Regions from separate parts of the Mus musculus genome. Here region 2 is linked to region 1. Evidence: chromatin contacts called from public HiChIP or PLAC-seq data. All regions are on one chromosome and are shown on one strand. The core of a region is the stretch at or near the end of the contact, and the rest is flanking DNA. Distances in the headings are between cores, read along the strand shown.

Region 1 (5,649 bases), core at 2,384-4,883:
TCATTAAACTGATCCTGATTTAACTTTAGTCCCTGGTATCTGTCTAGAAATTTGTCCATTTCATCCAGGTTTTCCAGTTTTGTTGAGTATAGCGTTTTGTAGAAGGATCTGATGTTGTTTTGGATTTCTTCAGGATCTGTTTTTATGTCTCTCTTTTCATTTCTGATTTTGTTAATTAGGATGCTCTCCCTGTGCCCTCTAGTGAGTCTAGCTAAGAGTTTATCTATCTTGTTGATTTTCTCAAAGAACCAGCTCCTTTGTTGATTTCTTGAATGGTTCTTCTTGTTTCCACTTGTTTGATTTTGCCCCTGAGTTTGATTATTTCCTGCTGTCTACTCCTCTTGGGTGAATTTGCTTCCTTTTGTTCTAGAGCTTTTAGGTGTGTTGTCAAGCTGCTAATGTGTGCTCTCTTTAGTTTCTTTTTGGAGGCACTCAGAGCTATGAGTTTTCCTCTTAGAAATGCCTTCATTGTGTCCCATAAGTTTGGGCATGTTTTGGGTCCATTTTCATTAAACTCTATAAAGTCCTTAATTTCTTTCTTTATTTCTTTCTTGACCAAGGTATCATTGAGAAGAGTGTTGTTCAGCTTCCATGTGAATGTTGGCTTTCTATTATTTATGTTGTTATTGAAGATCACCCTTTGTCCATGGAGATCTGATAGTATGCATGGGACAATTTCAATATTTTTGTATCTGTTGAGGCCTGTTTTGTGACCAATTATATGGACAAACAAATATCTGGGATTAAATATTTAAAAGATACATGTTAGCCAATTCAAAAACACATGAAGAAGTTTCACTCTCCATAAGTAGATTTGATTGCAGATGTTCAGGGATGGTTCAATATGTATAAGCCAATACATGTTGTAAATGATATAAATGAACTCAAAGGAGTTATATGGTTTTCTTAATAGGTGCAAAAACCGTATTTTCACAAAACACAGCAATCTTCATGATAAAATTCTCTAAATGGGAAGAAATATATCTCAACATAATAAAGGATATATAAAGAAACATTTGGGTAAAAATGCACAATTTTCTTATTCTTATTTAATGCTAAAATATTCACTAGAGCAATAAGACAAGATGAACAAATAAGAGATGTGAAGACTAAGGAGAAGTCTCAGCCTCCTTTTTTGCACATGTTTCAAAATATAAGTGCCCCTAATAATAGTCTACCAGAAAACACTAAGACATGGAAAGTAAAGTGGATGGAGACAAAATTAAAATATAATAATCCGTAGTCTTTCTCTATACAGCTGGCAATCCCTTTGGAAATAAATCACTAAAATAATCTCATCATCAATAATTTGAGAAAATAATACCTTAGTATTCATTTAACAGTGTGGCAACAGGTTAAAAACTTAAAACAACTGAGCAGGATACTAGAAAATGAAAAACCAAACATAACTACAGATATCACTATTTACTATTGAGTAAATATCCATTATACAAAGCCTACTGTAGATTCAAGGCCATCATTTAAAACCGCAGTGTCACTGCAAACCAATCTTAAATGCATCAGGAATTACAAAAGATCCTGCACAACAAAAGAGTTCTAGGGAAAAGAATGCTGATTGACAAATTCCCACAAAACCTCGTACTAGATTTCTTATAGTGCTGAGCCATAGGAAGGAAATAAGCATGACACAGACTTAAAAATAGATGTGTAGATCAAAGGACTCAATGCATCAGACTAGAAGTCATGAAAATAACCCATGTGACCTCATCATCCTGAATTTGACAAACATTCCAGAAATAGGCATTAGAAGAAGCACCATATGTCAGTGGTAGAGATGGAAGATCTGACCCCACCCTACCCATTTTGCTTGGTATTTATAAGACAATGTCAGCCTTCTGATATTCTAATGCCCAGTTCAATTTCTTTTTTCATCAAATGGATAGCAAAGGAAACAGCACTAAAATTTCTCACAGTGATCAACATTTATATCAGCAATTAGAATATCCTCTCACAACCCCCACTGAAAATTCAGACCCCTGTAGCTTTGGCTTGGGTGCTCAGTTCCCACATAAAATCATTCTGGTTTTGCCTGTTGCATGTGAACCAAGCGACTGGTGGAAAATAAAAACCAACTAGCAAAAGTATGCTACAAGATGCAGATCTTTAGATATCTATACTGAACCTCTGTAATTTTCTATGGCTGTAAAACTAAAGAATCATTCTGTCTAAGAACATTCCCTCTCTCATCCCCTACCTCTCCTCTCCCTCTCTCCCTCTTCCCCTCCTTCTAACCATACCTGTACCCCTACCCCTCCATGTCCCCCTCCCTCCTTTCCACTTCCCCTCCCTCTCCCCTTTTCCCTTTCCTTCTCTCTCTCCCTCTCCTACATTGTCTACTTCTTAATCTTCCCCTCCCCTTCTCCTCCTTCTCTCTTTCTTTCCCTCTTCTCTCATTCCTCCCTCTTTTCCCTTCTGCTCTTCTTCTCCTATCTCTCTATGTCTCTAACTCCCTACCAGTCTCTTTTATATTTTGAGAAAAAGGATTACTTCATAGTAAAGCTGACCTGAAGCACTGGCGCTATGCTGCCAAGATTCACTTTGAACTCATAATTCTTTTTCCAAGTGAAATCCCTCTTGCTGGGAATTCAGCTGTGCCCAACCATAACTGGCCTCAATTTGTTTTTCAGCTTTTATTTTTTTTTCAGTTACTTTCTGGGAAGCCATCTCTTTTTTAAAGGTTGCCATGTGAACCCTTTTACTTTAAGAGGCAATTGAGATAGCTCACATGGCCTCCATTTTTCCCCTCTCAGACTTGTCTTTTGTGCAGAAAATGTAAATCCTTGATTTAAGGGACCACGTGATTGGTTAGGGTATCTAATCTAGTCACCTGATCTGAAGGCCCCTTGTCTGAAAATTTCATTTCACTTACATAATTTCTCCTCAGAGTACTAAGCTTATTATTTAATTGACTATGTCAGATAATGTGGATCTCCCAGTGACTGGGAACCTTGAAGGTCACCTTAGAATTCTATTTACTCCATGATTTTTACTTTGTTTTGTCAGCAGTTGTGAATTTTGGGGGGATTCCTCTGTGTTTATACTGCTTGCAGTACACTGAGATACTGCAGTTTGGTTTGGTGTCCTCTCTCAGTTTGCACCAGCTCACATTCAGTCTCTTCCAGCACAACAAGGCCCCTCACCCAGAACAATGCCCTCTCCCCAACCAGTTCTCTCTTGTGTTCAGGAGAGTCACCTGGATACACAGGAGATCAAGGCAGGAAAACATCTCTCAGGCTGTGCTGCCTTTGACATTTATATTTTTCTCTGATACTATTAACATAAGTATTGGCATGTCCTCGTGCTTTCATGTTTATGCTTCTAGGAAAGTGTTGTGAGCTGGCCAGCGGCTCACATGGACAGGGTATACCTGAGTGGCAGGCCAGAGCTGAAAGAGAGGGGATTTAGGCATTTGAGAGAAAAATGGAGTTAAGTCAAGGTTCCTGATTAAAGCTCATATGTTTAATGGCAAATGTGCTTATAAAGGGGGAGGGGGGAGGCCCATTCCAGCCAATTCATCCTTGGAGCCTGGAACCAGCTGCAGGTAAAGATGTGCAGGATAGGGTATAGTCTCTGGAATAGCTCAGCAGCCTCCCAGCAGGTAGCAGTATCTTAAAGAGGAACAGCTGCATTGGCTGAACAATAGAGTGATCTAGGGAGGAAGGCTCCACCTTAGGTAATCTCCTTAGTGGCAGCAAGGTCAAGGTCTGGCTCAGCCTGCTTCAGGATGTGGGGAGGTTACAATTTCCTCCCTGTTATTAATACTAAAAAAACTGGACTGAGGCATAAAATTTATTTATGCTCTATAGTCCTGCCTGGGAGTTATGGTGGCTGGTAGGCGTGCCTGTCTTAGGAAATCTTAGATCTTCCTGAACCATCCAATTCTGTCTTGGAAGCTACATGCAGATTGTTTGTGTTATATTTCACACAAAATATGGCTCTGTGGTGTGTGTGTTATCAACAGCTACAGCCTTTTGGCATGTACCTCTGTGTTAGATTAGTATGGTTCTGAGATATGGGTGCCTGTCATTGACTGTCCGGCCTTCATTAGCACACCTTATTTCCAATTCAGACCAAAGCCACAATATGTACTTAGAATGCTTCTTGATGAAGATTAATAACTGCCACCTGCACTGTTGGAGGTGAGGCTGCACACCTGCTGCAGTCAGGCTGAAGGGAGTTGACTGACCTGCTTGAAAAACAAAGTCAAGACAGTGAAAAGCAACAGTACAAAAGCTTCTTTGGGGGAAGTTCGGGTACTCCATTCAATTGCAAATAAGCAATGATCAGGATTAGACTCAGAGGTCCTAGTGTTGGGGTGGTGACTTTGAGAATCACAGAAAGGCTGTAACTTTCTGGGAGAGGAGGCTGTGCTCCAAATTAACTTTTCGGCTAAAGAGGATTTTTAGCTATAATCAAGGTCAGAGTCATACTTACTGGAAGATTCAGGATCTGTGTCCAGTTGACGAACTAATCTTTCAGGCAGCCATCATGCTCCATCTTCTTTTTGTGAAAAGACACAGACCGAGCCCCTTCCCCAGGTTACGACCAGGTCTGGACCCTTCCATTCGTTAGTTAAGGGGTCCCGCCATTTTACCATGGCATAAGAACTAGAAGTAACTGGATGCCAGTGGCGATCTGCTGCAGACTGACCTTTAACATCAGTTTGCAAAACATTTAGAATGAAGCAAAAGCAAGATGTGCCTTTGGTGACCTTGGGGGATATAACAGCCCTTGTTTCATTTTTAAAAGCCAATTTTTAAAAAGTGAGATGAGCACGTTCAACTATTCCTTGTCCCATGGGGTTATAAGGAATTCCAGTTTTATGTTTAATGCCAAATTCTTTACAAAATGAAGTAAAATTTTTGCTAGAATGGGATGGCCCGTTATCTGTCTTAATAAGTTTAGGCAATCACATGGAATTAAAGGCTTGTAGGCAAAGATCAATTACATTTTTGGAGGCTTCTCCAGTATGCAGAGAAGCAAAAAGAAATCCTGAACAAGTGTCAATACAAATACAAAATGTATATATTTTAATTTTCCAAATTCTGCATAATGAGTTACATCCATTTGCCAAATATGATTAGTTATAAGACCTCATGGATTAACTCCTAAATGTGGCACTGGAGATAATGTAATACATTTAGGACATTGTTTTACAATCATTCTTGCCTGCTCCTTAGTGATCTTATGTCGGAGCCTTAAGGTATAGCTAGAGAGATGAAATTTTTCATGATCACATTTGGCCAAAACAACAGGTTCTGAAATTAAGGCGTCTCCTATTAGAGCTCTATCGATGCAATCATTGCTTTCAGCTAAAGGTCCAGGAAAACCAGAATGAAATCGTTTGTGTCCAATATAGAATGAATGTTTTCGGGCAAGAATGATGTTTCGCAATTGTGAAAACAGGGATCCTGCTGGCGTATAAAGTTAAACATACCACAGGTCTCCAATAAGGGTACCGATTGTGCAACATATAAACTATCAGTAAAAATAGTAAAAGCATCATTCACAGACTGAAAGACATTCAGTACTGCTGTTAATTCTGCTAATTGAGCTGAGAGACCAGGAGTCTTTATGATTACCTGTTGATTATTTATAAGAAATCCAGCTTGCCCTTTTGAGGAGCCA
Region 2 (5,655 bases), core at 2,957-5,456, 340 kb before region 1:
AGAATAGCAACCACCTTTGCATCTCCATTTCTGATGCTCTTCATAGTGCACAAACAGTTCTGCTTCTCTCTTTTTTTTCTATCTCTCCACTCTAATTTCTCCATCACTACACTGTGCCACAGGTGTGGCCCATGGTGTAGAGTTATTTTTTACTATCTTTTGATAGTTTGCTCTAGAAATTCTGCTTAATATTTATTTAAAAATGTGATCATTTAAGTTGTTATTCAACTACATTTTTTTCTCATAAGCATTTACATAAACATTTTCATTTTGCTTTTCTTTTTTATTATATTCTTATTTAAAACAATTTTAAATTTAAGTATATTCTGATTCTTCTCCTCATCCTCCCTATCCATTCAACTTTAAGTTTTTCTCAAAAAATACACCAAAACTTCCCAAATACAGAAAATAAAATACAACACACACAGAGAAAGGAAAAAAGCCTACATTGTAACCAAACAAATAATTAAAACACTAATGCATTTTGGAGTCAATTATATGTTTGTCAACTACTCCTGAACATTAGGTCTGTCATGTTGTTGATATACTCAGTGTCACTCTATTGGAGAAAACTGATTTCCCATCTCCCAGCAGATATAATTGGCAGTTCAATTGTTAACATTTAATCTAGAAACTAGATATTCATTCAGTCAGTTATTTACTTTTATAAATATAACAAAATATAATATAAAAAGATTAAAAACAAAATCCATTACATTGATGTTAGATAAGATAAACCTATAGGAGGAAAAGAGCCCAAGAGAAGGCACAAGAGTCAAAGACACACTTGTTCACACACTCAGGAATCTTATAAAACCACTAAACTGGAAGCCATAATATAAATGCAGGGAACCTAGTATAGAACCATGGAGTTCCCCATGCATTCTTTCTCTCTGAACCCACAAGTTTTGAACATGTGGATATAAACAGCCTTGTTTACTTGGCATCCTATATCTCCTCTGACTCTTTCACTCTTTCTGTCCTCTCTTATGCAGGGGCCCTGAGCTCTAGGGAAAGAATTTGATAGAGACATCCCATTTAGGGTAAGAGTTCCAAGGTCTCTCATACTTCATCCTATCATAGGGATACAAACTCAATGATGTTCATTGCTACTCTCTTCATAGTAGACAAACTTTGAAAGCAACCTAGATACTCCTCAACAGAAGAATGGATATCGAAAAATGTGATTCATTTCCACAATCTAGTATTTATTTGTCACAGACCCCCTGGGTCCCTTTGTCTGCATTGAAAAGGTCTCTAGTTACAGAAGGGCAAGGAATCAGCGAATGACAGATAGACGCAACACACAAGGTTGTGTAGAATCTGAATGTAATTTGTCAAGTTGAGCATCGAACTTTTTATACAGAAGAATAACAAGAAACCAGGCAAGATACATCCACCAAGTTACAGTGACACAATACAAAAGGAATGTATACATCAAAAGAAGGGGGGGCCAGGCTGCTGCCACTAAGAAGGGAGCTAGGTGTAATACTAGTCTATTGTTAAGCCCACCACCAGGGGTTCTTAGTAAATGCCTGATTTCTTTGGGCCTAGTGAAGAAACCTGTCTCAGGGGGATTCCCTAACTCTTTCATGGTGAACCACCTGTTCACTAGGCCATTGTAAATTTCCTTGTCTGGGTAAGACTGGCTATTGTCTCAAGTAAACACTCTGCAGACCAGCCCTGAACTATTCTGGCTCTGTTCTTTGTAATGCCTAATTAGTTTTACTGTCTCTACTAGAAGTAAATTTGAATGTTACAGAATGGGTAACCTTCTTACTGAATTCCAAGTTTGTCGGCTTCAAGGATTTTCTGGGATGTTGGAAAACTGGCAAAGGCTTAGCTATCTCAGGATTTAATCTTAAAAGGCACTTATAATAAAATAATACTAAAAGAGAGCACGTGGTTCCATACACCAGACTAACATGGGGATAGGGTATGAGTATAGGGGTTATGAGAACACCAAAGTTTCAGGAGGTGAGTTTCTGTGAAACTCTTTGCCTCGTGAGTGCTCCCAGGTCTCTCGGCCTGCCAAGCAAACTTTACTGGAGTGTGAATAGCATTCTCCCCCTTTCTTTTTTTTTTTTCAGCCGAAGTTCCAGAATGTCCTGCCTCGTCATAGCTACAGTTCTCAGGAGTGCTCTAAAGGTGAGTGGAAACACGATTACTAATAAAATAATGCCAATAATAATAGCAAGTAGGATTATATATTGAACCCAATCCAGGGGATTCATTGAACTTAGGTTATTTTTTAAATCTTTGGCCAATTCATCAATGTTCCAAGTGTCCAAATATCTTTTGCTAATATCTGAAATTTCTCCCTTTATCTGTTCCAAGTCATGAGAAATATCAGTATCTCTCCATACTCCCTGCAAATGAGCTTTAGTCTTTTCCCAATCAATGGTTGTATTATAAGTTAATGGGGTGACACAAATGTATTGGAATGAAGCTTGACAATTAGTAGCTAACCTAACCTTAATATTTGCAATATCTTCCCCTATTGCCAGCACTACTTCTTCTAGGGCATTAACCTTTGCCTCCAATTTTTTATCTATAATATGCAGCTCTGACAAGGCTACAGAAATATTCTTATGCATATCATTAACAAAATGAGCAGTATGCAGCTGCTGATCTAAAGCTGTGGTAGATACCTTTCCAAAGTTTGCATTCCCAGATTTTTAAACCAAGGATCATTTCCTAACTCTAATAGGCAGCAAAACATAAGCAGGTCTCTTTAACAAAATCATAACAGCAGATTCCTTATCTAAATTAGGATCTACACAATTAATTAATTGACAAGAATTACAATGAATATGAAAAAACTTGCCAAGATTGGTGATCTGAACTCTTAAAACTATATAACAATATAGCATACAGGTAAGGCACACAAGCTTTTACAGCCCGAATGGCCAAAACCAGTGTCTCTGATAAAATCTTGTCCAATACTCTGTAGCAGTCTTCTCCCTCACGAGTCATCATTTTTAGTTGTCCCAAGTTGACACCAGGTCAGCTCTCCTTGCTGTATCCCATGGCAGAGATCGGAAGTTTCTTCATCTTGTTTGCAAGTGGCTGCTTTCCCTGATTCCTCTTTCTCTGTGTGCTCAAAACAGCTTTCTTGTCACCACTGTCAAGGCACTCAGGAACTCACAGGTCAGCCTGTCACATTGGAAGCATTCTGTGGAAAAAACAGAAACACTCCCTCTCTTCCCCATATTAACTTTCTGTTCAGGATCATGCCATGTACCAATAAGTGGATCCTTTTCATAACTAGAAAGCCTGAATAGGTATTAAATAGTCACATGTGCATATTTTATTTGTTTATTAATCAGAAATAAGGGTAGCCATTGATTGCTTTCTCTGTCAAAGTATTGCTGTGGGCTCATAACAATAACTAGAATAAGCAGCTAATATTTGATTACCATTGATCATGACTGATAACAATTGATCATAGAAGTTTCTTCTGCTTTTTTGTTTCTCACCAGTTAATTTGAATCTCACTTGATAGCACCTAACAAAGGGTTAAGTCCCCCTGTGGTGAGTTTAAGGTGAGATCTTAGCTGATTAACATCTCTTGGAAGCTTTTGAAAATAAAAATTTTGAAGCAAATCAATTTCTCTTTCTTAGATTTTCTGTACCACAATTTTCTAGCATAACTAAAGCCCTAAATATTAAAAAAGATATTGCCTCTGAATCTTATGGAGCAACAACTACTCCCCAGAACTTTAAAGCTTATTGTGTGAAAGCAAAGATTTGAAGTAAAATTCCCTTTAGAGGCTTTAGCTAATAAAATACTTTCCACTTAGGAAACAATATACACGGAAAGATTCAAACTCTTAGCTTCTTGTATTGAAGCAGAGACAATAAAAATTTTTCTTACATAATGTAAAGCTATATTAGCCACACCTACAGGCAAAATTTTCCCGTGATCACCAGTTCACTAGAAGCAAATCCTTTACAATTATCAGGATGCAAAGGAAAAGACAAACTTTTAAAACTATAATAACTGTATATGAAGTAAGCAAGCCAGATTGTAGTGTCTTTATAAGTTCTACAGCTGATTGACTTTTTATAAATTCTGAATTTAAGCATTATTTAGAACAACATCTGGATAGATCTGCAACAATGTTCTTTTAGCTAAAAAGAAATTCCCTTGAACACAGGGAGGGGTGAGGTCCCAAGAACTTCCTTAGTCACAGTTTGCAAAACAAAAGAACTCCACAAGCCCCGCTGAGGCAGCTCTGAGCTTTGTATGGCTGTATAGCCTAATTAGTGCTTTCATAAGGTGATTACTCTTGTAATTATTCTAATTACAATATATAGGTGAATTAAAGATCTTAAATTTGCAATCAAACTGCAAGCTGCAGTCAATGGAACATTGGCAATTTTAATCATAATTTTTAAGTTTATCTAAAGTATCAGAATCTCAATTTTTAGTACTGAACTAGTAGATTAGAAATCTTAGAGAGTATCTTAACTCATGATAATAAAGATGACAATGAAACAAATATCGCAGTTTTGTCAGCATTGAAAATTAGCAAAGTAACTGTCCTAACACACCCAATTAAGTTATGTTTATCCAAAGTTCAAGTCATAGTTTAACTCTTTAATTTTAAAATATTTTAAAGTATAATGTTTTGGTTACATTGCTAAATAAATGACCAACTAGCTACATGTACCATCACAGATTTTCTTTTAACCAAATTATATACTTATCTATTAATCTCAGACCTAATTTTAAATAAAACGGTGCTGTGGAAAATGATATGGCTCCATGAATTCCATCCTCTACATGGTCATGGATGATGGGAACTCCAACCTTTCTGAGTCGTGTGACGTAAATAAGTCCATCATCTCTTAGGATGTCATGTTCACATGTGAGGATGTAAGTTAATGGCAATTTCTGTAACTGGGAATCGTTGACTAACAAAGGTGATGCCCTACTATCCACAAGTCCTGGATGGGATGCATTTAGATTTCCAAGAACTGGTTCAGTGTAAACATGGTTCTTTTTGTACTTTTCAGGAAGGAAGTCACTCCAGTTAACAAACTTGAACAAATGTCTTGACTCTTGAGGTACATGAGCATTTCTCAGTATTGTCTTGGGCAATTCTTTATCTTCTGATAAATATAGACACGTCAACCTAATTGCTACCTTCCTTGTCAGAAAGGGACCATGCTTATATTCTCTATGAGATGGCATTAAGGTATCAAGTGCCTGTAGTGCAGGATATAGCAAGGTTTGTGCCTTAATTTTGTTTTTGTATTCTGGATCATCCTGTAGCTGTAAAACAGTATGAGTGTTAATGAGTTAATAGCTTTTAAGCAGAAGGAGTGGCACCTTTGTTTTAGTAACTTGAGGTAAATAAATTTACAAACCCAGTGTCTAATGATTACTCTCATATTTTCTCATTCTTTGAAACATGAACATCATTCATCTTCTTCAGTGAGAAAGTGGTACACACTCTCCTGTTCACACATATTCATTCACACATGGCAAGAAAATAGGACCATGATCTGAAGAGTCCTACTGAACATGACAGAAAGGTTATGTTTAAAAATACTTTTTTAGTTTTTGGTGACAAGTTATTTTTATCTATATAAAAGTTATTGCCTCCCAAGTGATCTGGACATAGACATATGTCATGATACCCAACT

What was found. HiChIP or PLAC-seq counts read pairs in DNA pulled down with a chosen protein or histone mark.
Region 2: an H3K27ac HiChIP or PLAC-seq map of embryonic stem cells shows a contact between it and region 1, with 3 times the contacts expected there. The contact joins two enhancer-like sites. A contact is called at or near these places in 1 of 15 datasets of contacts at CTCF or cohesin (the NIH/3T3 cell line) and 1 of 115 datasets of contacts at active chromatin or transcription factors (embryonic stem cells).

The regions. Positions count from the first base shown.
Region 1 is chr3:59,538,730-59,544,378 of GRCm38.p6, reverse strand. No RefSeq gene overlaps it. Among named protein-coding and RNA genes, the nearest start is that of n-TVcac1, 67 kb to the right of the region's middle. Within about 2 kb of position 3,633, at least 5 of the 459 cell types and tissues checked have an H3K27ac peak or open chromatin away from gene starts, as enhancers often do. A contact at or near this core is called in embryonic stem cells, where this site is marked.
Region 2 is chr3:59,876,337-59,881,991 of GRCm38.p6, reverse strand. It overlaps Aadacl2fm3 (AADACL2 family member 3), which reads right to left. Exons shown (of 5, transcript NM_001243003.1): 5 at 4,679-5,281. The coding sequence ends at 4,679. Among named protein-coding and RNA genes, the nearest start is that of Aadacl2fm3, 18 kb to the right of the region's middle. Within about 2 kb of position 4,206, at least 2 of the 459 cell types and tissues checked have an H3K27ac peak or open chromatin away from gene starts, as enhancers often do. A contact at or near this core is called in embryonic stem cells, where this site is marked.